2 separate regions of the Ovis aries genome follow, and region 1 is linked to region 2. A link is a contact called in public Hi-C data. All regions are on one chromosome and are shown on one strand. The core of a region is the stretch at or near the end of the contact, and the rest is flanking DNA. Distances in the headings are between cores, read along the strand shown.

What was found. A called contact is a pair of places that touch in the nucleus more often than the background predicts.
Region 1: a Hi-C map of tail adipose tissue shows a contact between it and region 2, with 4 times the contacts expected there. The contact joins two enhancer-like sites. A contact is called at or near these places in 3 of 16 Hi-C or Micro-C datasets (blood, hypothalamus and tail adipose tissue).

Annotation. Positions count from the first base shown.
Region 1 is chr7:41,187,581-41,193,688 of ARS-UI_Ramb_v3.0, reverse strand. LOC132660129 (a long non-coding RNA gene) reads right to left here. Exons shown (of 4, transcript XR_009601359.1): 3 at 2,948-3,045; 4 at 1,474-1,854. Among named protein-coding and RNA genes, the nearest start is that of ARF6, 82 kb to the right of the region's middle. Within about 2 kb of position 4,203, at least 18 of the 54 cell types and tissues checked have an H3K27ac peak or open chromatin away from gene starts, as enhancers often do. A contact at or near this core is called in tail adipose tissue, where this site is marked.
Region 2 is chr7:41,090,010-41,096,363 of ARS-UI_Ramb_v3.0, reverse strand. No RefSeq gene overlaps it. Among named protein-coding and RNA genes, the nearest start is that of ARF6, 16 kb to the left of the region's middle. Within about 2 kb of position 4,758, at least 53 of the 54 cell types and tissues checked have an H3K27ac peak or open chromatin away from gene starts, as enhancers often do. A contact at or near this core is called in tail adipose tissue, where this site is marked.

The DNA.
Region 1 (6,108 bases), core at 2,954-5,453, 98 kb before region 2:
GCTGCTAAATGACAGAGCTGGGATTCAAACCCACATACTCTGGCCTCCAGGGGCAAACCTCTGATAAAAGGGCCTGATGACGGGTCTCTGTCATCATGACGTTAACCTTCCATGTGTCACTGCCTGGTGCTCCCTAGTGGGATGTCACACCCTGATGCAGCTTAAGCCAAGGGCAGCTCGGGTGCCGCTGCTCTAACTGTCTGCTGGGACGTTCACAGCTCTGTCAGTTCAGGGACTGCCTGACCCAGCCTGACCAAATTAGAGCAGCTAATGGACGTGACATAATTTGACATGTACATTGTTAACCGAACCCCATGGGAGATGATTTAAAATAGAGACAATACCATGCTCTGAATTATTTTTGGGTTATGGAGCCCTTATTCTCTAACTCTTCTAGGAAAAAGAATTGTGTCATGATAAACCAAAAACCCCCCAAGAAACTGCTCCAGGGTCAGGAGAGCAGCTGAGTGGCTGGATTGGCAGAATCTCTTCCTGAGAGTTTCAGGGATTTCACCCTCATTTCCTAACAATTTATCCCCCAAGCATTGCCCAAATCCAAGTTAAGAGCCAATAAAGTCTATCCATCCTCCTCCCCCAGACTCCCCAACCAGCAGGACTCAGAACCCCAGTCAAACCCAGCACTGGTAAGACTGCAAAACAGGTGCAGCTTGAGGCCCCATGTGCATCCCCCATCTGCTTTTCCCTCCCTCAGATGCACAGGACCAGTGAGCTACCCAGGGGCTGTGCTTAGTGACCCACACAGGTGCACCCTCTCTGAGCATCACCCAATCCTAGTCATAGTCTTCCCCATTCTGTTCCCCATGCCCTCATGCATGCTTCCTGACCTTCAGAAAGAGTATGTGTGTCCCTGCGTGCTAGTGCCACTCGTCCTCATGGCTTAATATGTGCTCATCCTCTCAAGCAAGACCTACTGACTATATGATACATACACGCTTGTGTGCTAAGTCGCTTCCATCATGTCTGACTCTTTGCGACCCCATGGACCATAGTCCACCAGGCTCCTTTTAAAAACTGGAGCACTTTAAGTAACACTATTTGGGAAGGATGGCCAGGAGAGATATAGAGCACATGGTGACCTCCATATGTGCATTCCCTTTTCCCCTTTCCTAGCAGAGCTCCACACTTCCTAGCCGTGCATTTGGGAGAGATTGACCTAACTGCGGTTCTCTGGGTGGACCTTGGTTAGGGTCAAGACATCCAGTGGGTTCTATTGTCGTAGCTACCCTAGCCACAGTGATTGGCTTGGGGCTGGCCACCTGGACAGGCTAAGAATAAAACCATGGGAGACTAAGAAGAAATGAAGAGACACTGGGTCTTCTTTGGCTTGTCCAGCTATTATATCTGGCCTTACTTAAGTCCACACAACCTCTGAATTTCTGTTACATAAGCAAACAAAGCCTCTTTTTGTTTGAACCAAATGAATACATAACACAATAATACGTAACCTCTTGATTCCTTTTATGATTGAGCTCAGAGGCCATTTTGTCAAGTTATATCACCTTTATTTTACAGCTTATTTAACTTTAAAAATGAACATACCAAAAAACAAATAAAATCCTTAATTTTCCACTGTTTAGTCAAGGCCTTCCAAAAATTCCCTAGGTTTGTGATGTCCCAGGTGAAGGAGGAAATAACAATGGTTTCAATAAAATAGAAGCCTATTTCTCTATCACACAAAATAAAACAGAATTCTGGCTGGTATGGGAGCTACAGTGTCATCAAAGTTTCGGATTTCCTCTTTTTGTTCTGCCATCCTTAGTATATGACTTGCATCTTCAAATTCACTTCATGGTCCAATGTGGCAGCTAGAGCTCCAGCTATCACATTGATCTTCTGGTCCAAGAAGGCACAAGAGGAAGGGAGAAGGAGAAAAAAAACAAACAAACAAGTATGTCAGCAGTCTAGCCCCTCTTAAGGAGTTCTCACAGAAGATCAACCCCAAGACTTATGCTTATATCTCAATGGCCAACCCAGATGCAAATGTGGTTGACAAATATAATCTTCCAGCTGGGCATATTGTCACCCAGTTTAAAATGTGAGTTGTGCTATGAAGGGAAAAGGGACGAGTAGATACTGTGTAGGCAACTAGCAGTTTTTGCCCCATCTCACTTCATAACCAAGCCTGGCTTCAGTGTGTAGTTCTGTTGCTTGGTATCTGCTCCTCCAAAGAGACTCCCCGATTCAAGCTGCAATTACCCTCTCCACAGACCCTTAACAGTTGGTAAAGAATCTGCCTGCAATGCAGAAGACCCTGCTTCAACTTCTGGGTCGGGAAGATCTGCTGGAGAAGGGATAGGCTACCCACTTCAGTATCCTTGGGCTTCCCTTGCAGTTCAGCTGGTAAAGAATCCACGTGCAATGCAGGAGACCTGGGTTTGATCCCTGGGTTGGGAAGATCCCCTGGAGAAGGAAAAGGCTACCCATTCCAGTATCCTGGCCTGGAGAATTTCACGGACTGTATAATCCATGGGGTCGCAAAGAGTCAGACAAGACTCAGTGACTTTCACTTTCACTTTTTCAGACCCTTAACATCTTGAGCTGGTTGCTCTCCACCCCCCCGCCCCCCTCCCCCCACCACCAAGGATCCCTTGACCACCATCTTGTTAATCCACTTTTATTGAGCACTGCTGTCTTTCAGTAGAACACCTTAGTCTTTCATTAGAATCTTGGCTTCCATTTACGTCAGCACATTTGATCTTTTCTGTCACGCTCTAATCAGACCCCATTCATACCTACCCTTCTTCATTCACCAGTCTCCCTAGAACTATGTTCTTTACAACACAGGTCTGCTCTTCAATATAAGTTTCTAACTTCTTTCTGGCATTAAAGTTCTCAGTCTCATGGGTGAGCGCCTAGGGCAACAAGGACTGTGATCAAAAATAGCAGCTGAGTGGGGGCTGGTCTACAAATCGTCATGGATGACTACCTGTGGTTTGGTCTGGGGACAGGTGACTGAAGCCAGGCCAGTGACTTCTTTTTCAGTTCTCCCAAGGCCTTCTGACCCCTTCTTACACATTTCAGACCCTGTGGACAGCATTGTAGACCTCATTAGTGAGCAGCACACACAAGGCAAGTCAAACAATAATAATGAAGTGAATTATTGATGTGATGGAGATAAAACATCTGCTCCTCCCTACCTCACCTGCACAAAAATAGAAAAAAATAAAGATAAAAAATCAATGCCTGATAAAGCTAAGAAAATGTGTTACCTTGAGTCTTCATATAAAGAATACCTTTCAAAAGTATCTAGTTCTTTCACTTGAATTTCCCATTTTGATTTTAATTATAAACTGGAAGTTATTGTAACTCAAACATGTACATTCTCTTATGTCTTTCAACTAGAAACATCATTAGGCAGATGTGAACAATTATCCCCATTTGGATTTTTTTAAAGTTTTTCAGAGGAACAAATAAGTTATGCATTAAATCCTTGGTTTAAAACTAAGCCTATGAGACACAGTATTATGGGTTTAACCAAGACGGCTTGACTTTGGATTTAGAAAGTTGAATTGATCCCATCATCTCTTTTATTAAAACTATCCATATATTCTTAAACCAAAGAAATGAAATAATGCATATTTTAGGGCCAGAAGCATTCATTATCTTGATGACTAAGAGATAAAGGGTGAAAAGATTTAAGATCCAAGACACTTTGTTACTATGTTGAAAGGGGAGGAGGTAAAGAAATTCCAAGGGAAGGTGTTGGCAGATATCCCCTCTGCTTTTTAATTTCCAATGACAGACAGTGACATCACCATTCCAAACAGTTCCCATTCAGATTAAACAAAATGTGATTATCTGGGGAAAATGGGCAGCATAAACTAAAAAGAAGTACATCTTGCTGAAAAGCCAGTCTGTACCCAGTCGTGACACCACCATCAGCCTGACTGGACCCCCGCAGAAGAGCAATGCCGGGAGTGACTTCACTCCCCTAAAAGCACAGTCAGAAGTCCCCAAGGAGGCCAGGGGAACTGGCTGGATCTCAGAGGAGGAGACTCTTTGGTGCTGAAGAAGACAAAGGGAGGAAGACAGTTTGGGAAACAGAATGACCTTGAAACGACCTTTCTGCTTATCTCAGAAAGGTCATTAGAAGGAAAATGTACCCAGAACAACATTCTCCTCTGTCTGGGAGTCGAAGACCAGCCAGGCCCTGGCAGCCCTACAGCCTGGGCTTCTTTCCAGGCCTGTAGCTCCCCTACCGGCTGTTGAGCAATGTGACCCTGGACAGGCCTCTGAGGCCAGGGAGCCTGACCAATAGCTCACGGATGAGAAACTGCACTGTCTTTGGAGACGCTGCCTAGTGGACTTTAAGAGCCTTCCTTGTTTTTCCCCCTCCAATATACCACAGCCTGGTTTCCTCTCCCCTTCCTGTTAGAGCATTTTGTTGTGAGGACCTTGAGCCACAAAGCTAGAGGGGGCATGCAAATCATTTTACACAAGAGGCGTAGGTCCTATACAACTAGCTGTGTGTTGCTGGGCAAGTCTCTTAACTTCTCTGTGCTTCAGTTGTCACAACAGTAAAGTGGGGATTAGGATCGAGTTTACTTAAAAGGGCCATTAACCAGCATTCAGCGAAATCCCACTGGAAAGCGCTAAGGAACAGTGTGCAGGTCACAGAGCTCCATAAAGGCTGGCTGTCACTGCAAGTGTCAGGGGAGCAGTTTTTCCACACGTTTCCACTCTACCAACACTCATTCACCTCTCCCAACAGGGGACAAAGATGATAAGAGAATGCAATGTCTCACTTGATGTAGGAATCCTTTCATTGTGTCAGTGGTTCTTGAGATATCAAAAGTGTGTGTGTGTAGATTACTTTAATTTTACAAAGTCGACGCTGATTAGGCTCCTTTTTCATCCAATAGTGAAAGGCTATGTATTCAACTCTGAGTGCACTGGCTTCAGGAACATGCGGATAAAATGTAACCAGCGTTATCTTGGTTCAAATTCCTTTTTTGTGACCAACTGTTGTCTCAATGAACCTTTGCAGGGTTTTTATTTGTTTTCTTCTTAGTTGCAGCAGAGAGTAGAATAAACACATCCAGACCTTCTCACATGGAGATAGACTGATGCCAAATTAGGTCTGTGGAGGCCTCATTTTGGCTCCCCTGGTCACCATGCCGAACAGATTTTCATGCACATTGAAGACAGTCCATTAGTTCTTGGCAAGGAGAATGAAGTCTTCGAAGCTGCTTTCTCTAACAAACTCCCATTCCCCATCCACTCACCCCCTACCACCCCCTGCTTCACAAACACAAAACCTTGCTGCCGGGGAGAGGCTCACCCCCATTGATGGAGAAGCGAGGTCAACCCCATCTGTGATCACCCTGCCACAGCCTTGATAGTCGTCACCTCTGGGATGCCCCTGGACTCTGCTCCATCATTAAATTCCCAGGGCACCACCCAGATTAAAATCTCTCCTTCTTTCTCAGGAGGGAAGCATTTTTATTTCAAAATCATATGGTAAGGGCTTTGAAAAGTAGTTTGCAAACTTCTCTGCCACTGGGGAAGGCATGTCCATTCATGTCAGAGATTTTCCCTCAGTGCCTTAGCTGTTGCACTGACTGAGCTTCTGAGCTCTCACAGTGCAGCCAAAAGAGAAACAAAGAAGTTTGCCTCTATTTGTCACAGCAGAAATGTAAGCCATGATGATATAGGTTGAGCCAGGGCTCTCAGTGGAATCTTTAGACTGGTTCCTGCGGGGAAAAGCCAGGAGGTTTCTGTTATAGTACCAGCTGCCACAGGGCCTGGGTTCCTTGACCTAGATGTGCTCTGAGCAAGGCTCCTTCTAGTAAGGGAGCAAGCACTGTAGTGAAAGAGGCGGAGGATCAATATTCACCAGCAACCAGTATTGTAGCGCACGGTTACCATGGTAACATCGTCAGCCCCAAATGACTGTCATGAGGTGAAAAAATTCTCTTAAAATAAATGAAACCAGAAAAGATATATTTATAAACCTCTTACCAAACACCTATCTATTGATAAAGTAGAACCTGTTCCTTAAGTGACAGATACTCAAAGATTGGGAGGAATTTCATGACATAAACATTTTCTTAAAGGAATGGTTACTCACCCCCTAAAAATGATCTG
Region 2 (6,354 bases), core at 3,509-6,008:
GACACCTTATCTTCGACAAAGGAGGCAAGAATATATAATGGAGTAAAGACAATCTCTTTAACAAATGGTGCTGGGAAAACTGGTCAACCACTTGTAAAAGAATGAAACTAGATCACTTTCTAACACCACACACAAAAATAAACTCAAAATGGATTAAAGATCTAAACGTAAGACCAGAAACTATAAAACTCCTAGAGGAGAACATAGGCAAAACACTCTCCGATAGTGGATTTCTTATCCAAAACCATAGAGGCCAGGAGGAAGTGGTAGGACATTTTTAAGTCCTGAAAGAAAAGAGCTGTCAACCTAGAATCCTATATCCAGTAAAAATACCTTTTGAGAATGAAGGGGAAATCAAGACATTCTCAGACAAAGGAAAATAAAGAGAATTTCACCAACAGACGTTTCCTAAAATATTACTAAAGGAAGCTGGAACTTATCTGAACAGAAAGGAAGGAATTTTTTAAAAAAAGAACCTTGAGGGTTTCCCAGGTGGCTCAGTGGTAAAGACTCTGTCTGCCAGTGCAGGAGATGTGAGTTCAATCCCTGATGCAGGAAGATCCCACATGCTGCAGGGCAACTAAGTCCATGTATCACAGCTGTTGAGCCTGTGCTCTAGAGCACAGGAACCACAACTACTGAGCCTGTATGCTGCAGCTATTGAAGCCCACATGCCCTGGAGGTCGTGTTTTGCAACCAGAGAAGCCACACAATGAGAAGCCTGCACACTGCAACTAGAGAGTAGCCCCGCTCTCTGAAACTAGAGAAAAGCCTGCATGGTAACAAAAACCCAGCATAGCCAAAAATAAATAAATAAAAACAAAATATTTTTAAGAAAGAATCTTGGAACATCAGGAAGGAGGAAAGAACATGGTAAGCAAAAATATGGGTAAATATAATAGATTTTCCTTCTCTTCTTTCTAAATTATTTTTGATGATTGCAATAAAAATTTATAACAGTCTCTGATTTGGTTCTAAAGATTGTTGAGGAAGAATTATATATAATTATAATAATAAAGGAATATACATGTATGAAGCAAAAACTGATAGAAATGAAAGAATAGATGCATCCACATAGTTGGAGGCCTGGGGTGCTGCTGTCCATCAGGTCGCAAAGAGTCAGACATGACTGAGCGACTGAACAACAACAATGTAGTTAGAGGCATCAGTCTCTCTTGCAATAACCAATAGAACAAACTAGACAGAAAATGGACAAGGTTACAGAAAAACTCAACAATGGCATCAACCCACAAGATAATCAAAATTAATAGAACATTTCACCTAACACCACAGCATATACACCCTTCTCAAGTGTCATATCCAGGGCCAGAAAAGAAATACCAACAAAATTTAAAGACCTGTAAGTCATACCGAGTATATTCTCCATCCACAATGGAATCAAACTAGAAATTAATAACAGAAAGGTAACAGGAAAATCTCAAAATCCTTGGAGACTAAACAACATACTTCTGAATAATTCATGGGTCAAAGAGGTCTTAAAGGGAAGGATAATACACTGAAATGAATGAAAGTGAAAATACAATGTATATAATTCTGAAGGACACAGCTAAAGCAGTGATGAAAAGGAAATTTATAGTACTATTTTCCAAACTTTTTCATCACCCCAAAATAGAAACTCTATATCCATTAAGCATCCTCCCATTCTCTGCTCCCCTCAGCCTCTCTCTACTTTCTGTCTCTATGCATTTGCCTTTCCTAGACATTTCATATAAGTCGAATCATGCAATATATGTCCTTTTGTGTCTGGCATATTTTTATTTGGCATAATGTTTTTAAGGATCATTTATGCTATACATGTGTCAGAACTTTTTCCTCTTTATGGGATAGTATTTTGTTCACATGGTTTTCTATTAGGGCACTTGGGTTGTTTCCACCTTTTGGCTATTGTGAGTAATATTGCAGCAAACATCCATCTGCAAGTAACTGATTCCTTGTTTTCAGTTCTTGTGGCTAGGAATAGAATCACTGGACTATATAGTAATCATATGCTTAACTTTTTCAGGAACTGCCAAACAATTTTTCATAGCACCATTTTTCATTCCCACCAATAGTGTGCAAGAGCTCCCCATATTGTTGCCAACACTTATTATTATCTTTTTTTTTAAGTGATCCTAGTAGGTATGACACAGTATCTCACTGTGGTTTTAATTGTATATCCCTAATGATTAATGACTTCCCTGGTGGCTCAGACAGTAAAAGCGTCTGCCTACAATGTGGGACACCCCAGTTCAATCCCTGGGTCAGGAAGATCCCCTGGAGAAGGAGATGGCAACCCACTCCAGTATTCTTGCCTGGAAAATCCCATGGACAGAGGAGCCTGGTAGGCTACAGTTCTGGGGTTGCTAAGAGTCGGACACGACTGAGTGACTTCACTTTTGATGATTAATGATAGAGTGAATGAATGAATAAATGCATAAACAGGCTTACTAGTTGAATTAATTTCTATCACAAAGGGTAAATCACTCTTTTAGTCTATATTATTGTATTACTGTACAAGAGCACTAATATTTTTTTAAAAATGATAAAGTATAACTCAGCATTTGTATTTATTTGTCTTGCTTATACAAATACTCTTTTTGTAATATGTAATATTGTTTATCCATACATCATGGTGACTATAGATTATCTCCTTTTACAGAATACTGCAACTAATACATAGTGATTTTGTCTGTCTTTGTTTTTTGCCACATGTTAGGCCACGGCCCCTTGGGAAATGAGTTGAAGAAAATGAATTAGAGCTCTGCCATTGTACAGCAAGGGGGTTCATTTGAATAGGCACAAGCAGACAGTGCCTTTAGTACTCTGTGTATAAATAAGGCTTTTTTCAGGGCACACCCTGAGGAAACTATGAAGCACTTTGATATTAAATTGTTATACAGAGAAAACTTAGTGTAACAATACATTTTAATTATTATCAATGTGACTTGTAATAAAATAATGTATTTGTAAAACATCTCTTAGCAAGCACCATGGTGCTATGTATTCAATCATCACATGAAATCTCAATAAGAAGCTGTCTAAACCACACTCCAAAAGTTTAAAATTTCCCTCTCCAAAATAAAAGTGAAAGTACATTGCCATTTTAACCTTAGAAGGCCTCAATGAGCTTCCACTGATTCAAGGTAAGGGGAGGAGTTCAAGGGGAAGATATTACCCTCCTCACCACCTTTGTATAGGGAAAGCCCTAGGATTTTTATACTAGTCATAACCAGAGGCCAGCAGTTATGCAAGATTAGAACTATTCCAGTCATTCTCCTCTTAGAAATTACGCCCTTTTCTCAAGGTTCAAGGTGAATAGACATAATCCTGTATCTTAGACTATTTGTATCATGTCAAACAACTTCCTTGTTTCTGTTTACACTTTTAATCTAACTTGTATCCCTAATATTAATTAATAGTTAACATTTCAGGACACCTAGCACATAGCAGGCGCTGGCTCAGTAGTTAACTGTTGGATGAATGAATGAATGATTTAAAGAACATTATCTTGATCCTCTCTCCCCTTCGTCAGTATAAGCTGTATGCAGTTTAAAATATTTGTTTCTATACCGAAAGCGAGGCTGTTCAAATATACTAACCTCGATAAATAATTAACCTTGAGAATAGAAAGTTACAAAAAAGCAAATTAATTTGCCAATTATTCTGGCAGGTGTGGCATTAGTCTGATTCTATGGTGTCCTCAAACAAAGGAAGCACTTTTTCAAACTTAATCTGGTGAAAGTGAAACGTTCTAAGGCAATCTAACACTTTCAAAATGAATAAATTAAATACAGTAGAAAGCTTTTGCCACATTGGTGTAAAGAGTTAGAATCAATAACTGCGACAAAGTTTGCTAAATATCAGGATTTTAATGTATTAAGTTTTGGTTTGGAGATGTGATTTATTTCACCTCAGATCAAAATCAATGTAACTAATAGCCATGGAGTGCTGCTGCTGCTGCTAAGTCGCTTCAGTCGTGTCCGACTGTGTGCGACCCCATAGACTGCAGCTCACCCGACTCCTCCGTCCCTGCGATTCTCCACGCAAGAACACTGGACCACTCCAGTGTTGTCGCATGAAAGTCAAAAGATATTTAAATTGAGGACAATAACCCCATAAGTTTAGTTTATAAGTCTAGCAGCGTGACACCGTATAAGTAACTGTGTTCACTTTAGGATTATATTCTGATATTTGAAAACCTGTCAGAAGAAATGAGCTTCTGATAGACATTGTGAGATACTGTGTATTAACTATACTAAAGGCTTTTCCTTCAGAGTGTGGCCAAGAAGTAAATGTTTATTACGCCTCGTTAATCCATTGTTCCTTTATTAAATGTAGCAGAATCGGGTTAGCCCATATGGGCGTGTCTCTGAAATGCAAATAACCTATCATAAAGAAAATCCTGTCCGCAGCAGCGAAACTGTCGCGCGGTTGCGAGGGGCCGCGGGGCCGGGAGGCTTTCTTGGGAGGAGGAAGCCCAGGACTGGACTGAGATCCGGAGACCGCGGAGATCCTCGCCCCTTGCGGCACCCGGCTCTTCCCCTGCGCCTCCGGAGTCTCCGTCCTAGAGAAGCCCCGCCTCACCTTCCCCTAGTGACCCCGCCTCTCGCCCCCTTCCTCCCCACCGAACCGTCCCTCGTAGCCCACCGCACCCTCCTCCTTGCCCCACCTTCCGCCGGCCCCCGGCTACTCTCTTCTCCAGCCCTGCGGGTCCCGCCTCTCACAGCCCAGGCGGCCCCGCCTCTCCCTGCCCAGGTGGCCCCACCTTCCCTTTCGGAGGCCCAGCCTCCTCCACTTCCTCATTCCTCTGTAGTGGGCTGGGCTGGACCGAGCTGGCGGTTGGTGCTGGAAGCAGTGCACTGGGCTCGTTCTGTATCTTCTTGGCGGGTGATCATTCCGCCTTCTTTTCTTCAACCGCGTCAGCTTTCCTCTGGTGTTCTCTTCCGGCTATGCAGCCCAGGGTCTGGCCTTAGGCTAGTGCCCTGCTTGATTGTTGCTAAGGCGGTAAGCCGGGACCCGGTTTACCCACAAGCCTTCTCTCCCGGCTGCCAGGGCAGAAACCCTCTGGTTCTGACCCCATTAATGTTCCCCTGAAGGACTGATTTATAAATGACTCGAGCGCAAGCGAATGGACGTGTGTAGACAGGTTGAGACATTCCATTTGGAATGAATGCAGAATCGATTCTGACGTTTAGTGCCTCAAAATTAACTGTCATTCAGATTATGTTTTGAAAGGGCAAAACCCCAGACAGCCCATAACCTTGGTTTCTGCACTGTTAATAAGTAAAAACCTAGATAAAAGCTGGCAAGGATGTGGCGAAAAGGGAAACCTTGTGCATCGTTGGGGTTGCAAACGAGTTTAGCTGCTATGGAAAACAGTATGGCTGTGTGTCAAGAAAGTCAGAGTAGAAAGACCACATGATCCAGCAATCCCACTTCTGGATGTACAATTGAAATTTGCTAAGAAAGTAAAACTTAAATGTACCCCTCCCCCCAGAAAAAAAAAAAGGAAACACGTGAGGTGATGGATGTGTTAACTTGATGGCAGGAATCCTTTTACAATGGACACAATTCATTACATTGTACGCTAGCTACCTTAAATATCTTACAATTTTATTTGAAAATTGTTCCTCAATAAAGCTGGGAGAAAAGTGCCTGATGCAAATTTGTGCATAATTAACTTTGTACTGGTATTGTGTATATCACTAATTCATAAAATAATACAGGTGAAAAGTATAGAATGATGAAATAGTGGTTAGGGTAACTGATAGTGGTTCAATTTAAATCGTCATCAATTATACATCAAGTTGAGAGACATACTGCCACTAAAAGTATAGTGACAAATTTCAAAAGCAGAACATAAAAGTTTTACTTAAAATTATGATTTTTAAAATGGATATGAGTATAAAAGGGTGATTGTAGAAGGATACAGAACACAAAATAGAAAACCAGACTCCTTACAGGAGGTCAAGGCTGATTCATCCTTTTGGGGTGCCCTGGAGATGCCTGGAGCTCTTTCAGTTCCTGCCCTTTGAGTTTTGGTTAGCCAGAGTTTCCTCTGTGAGCTTCCCTAAATTAGAGGACAGAGTATGCTGCAATAATAGACACCCCAAAATACAGTGATTTAAATGAAATGCGGGTGTTACTGAAGCAAACTTGAGTCCACTTAACTGTGTGAAGTAAAGTCAATCTAATGACACTAGGTTGTGGTGAAAGAAAATGCAGCTTTTATTGCAGACACCAAGCAAAGAGTCTAGGCGGCTAATCCTCAAAAGGCCCAAACTCCTCAGTGGCCCTCAGGGAAAGGTTTTTAAAGATAGGATGAGCAAGAGGGTTACAGGGTGTGTGATCAGC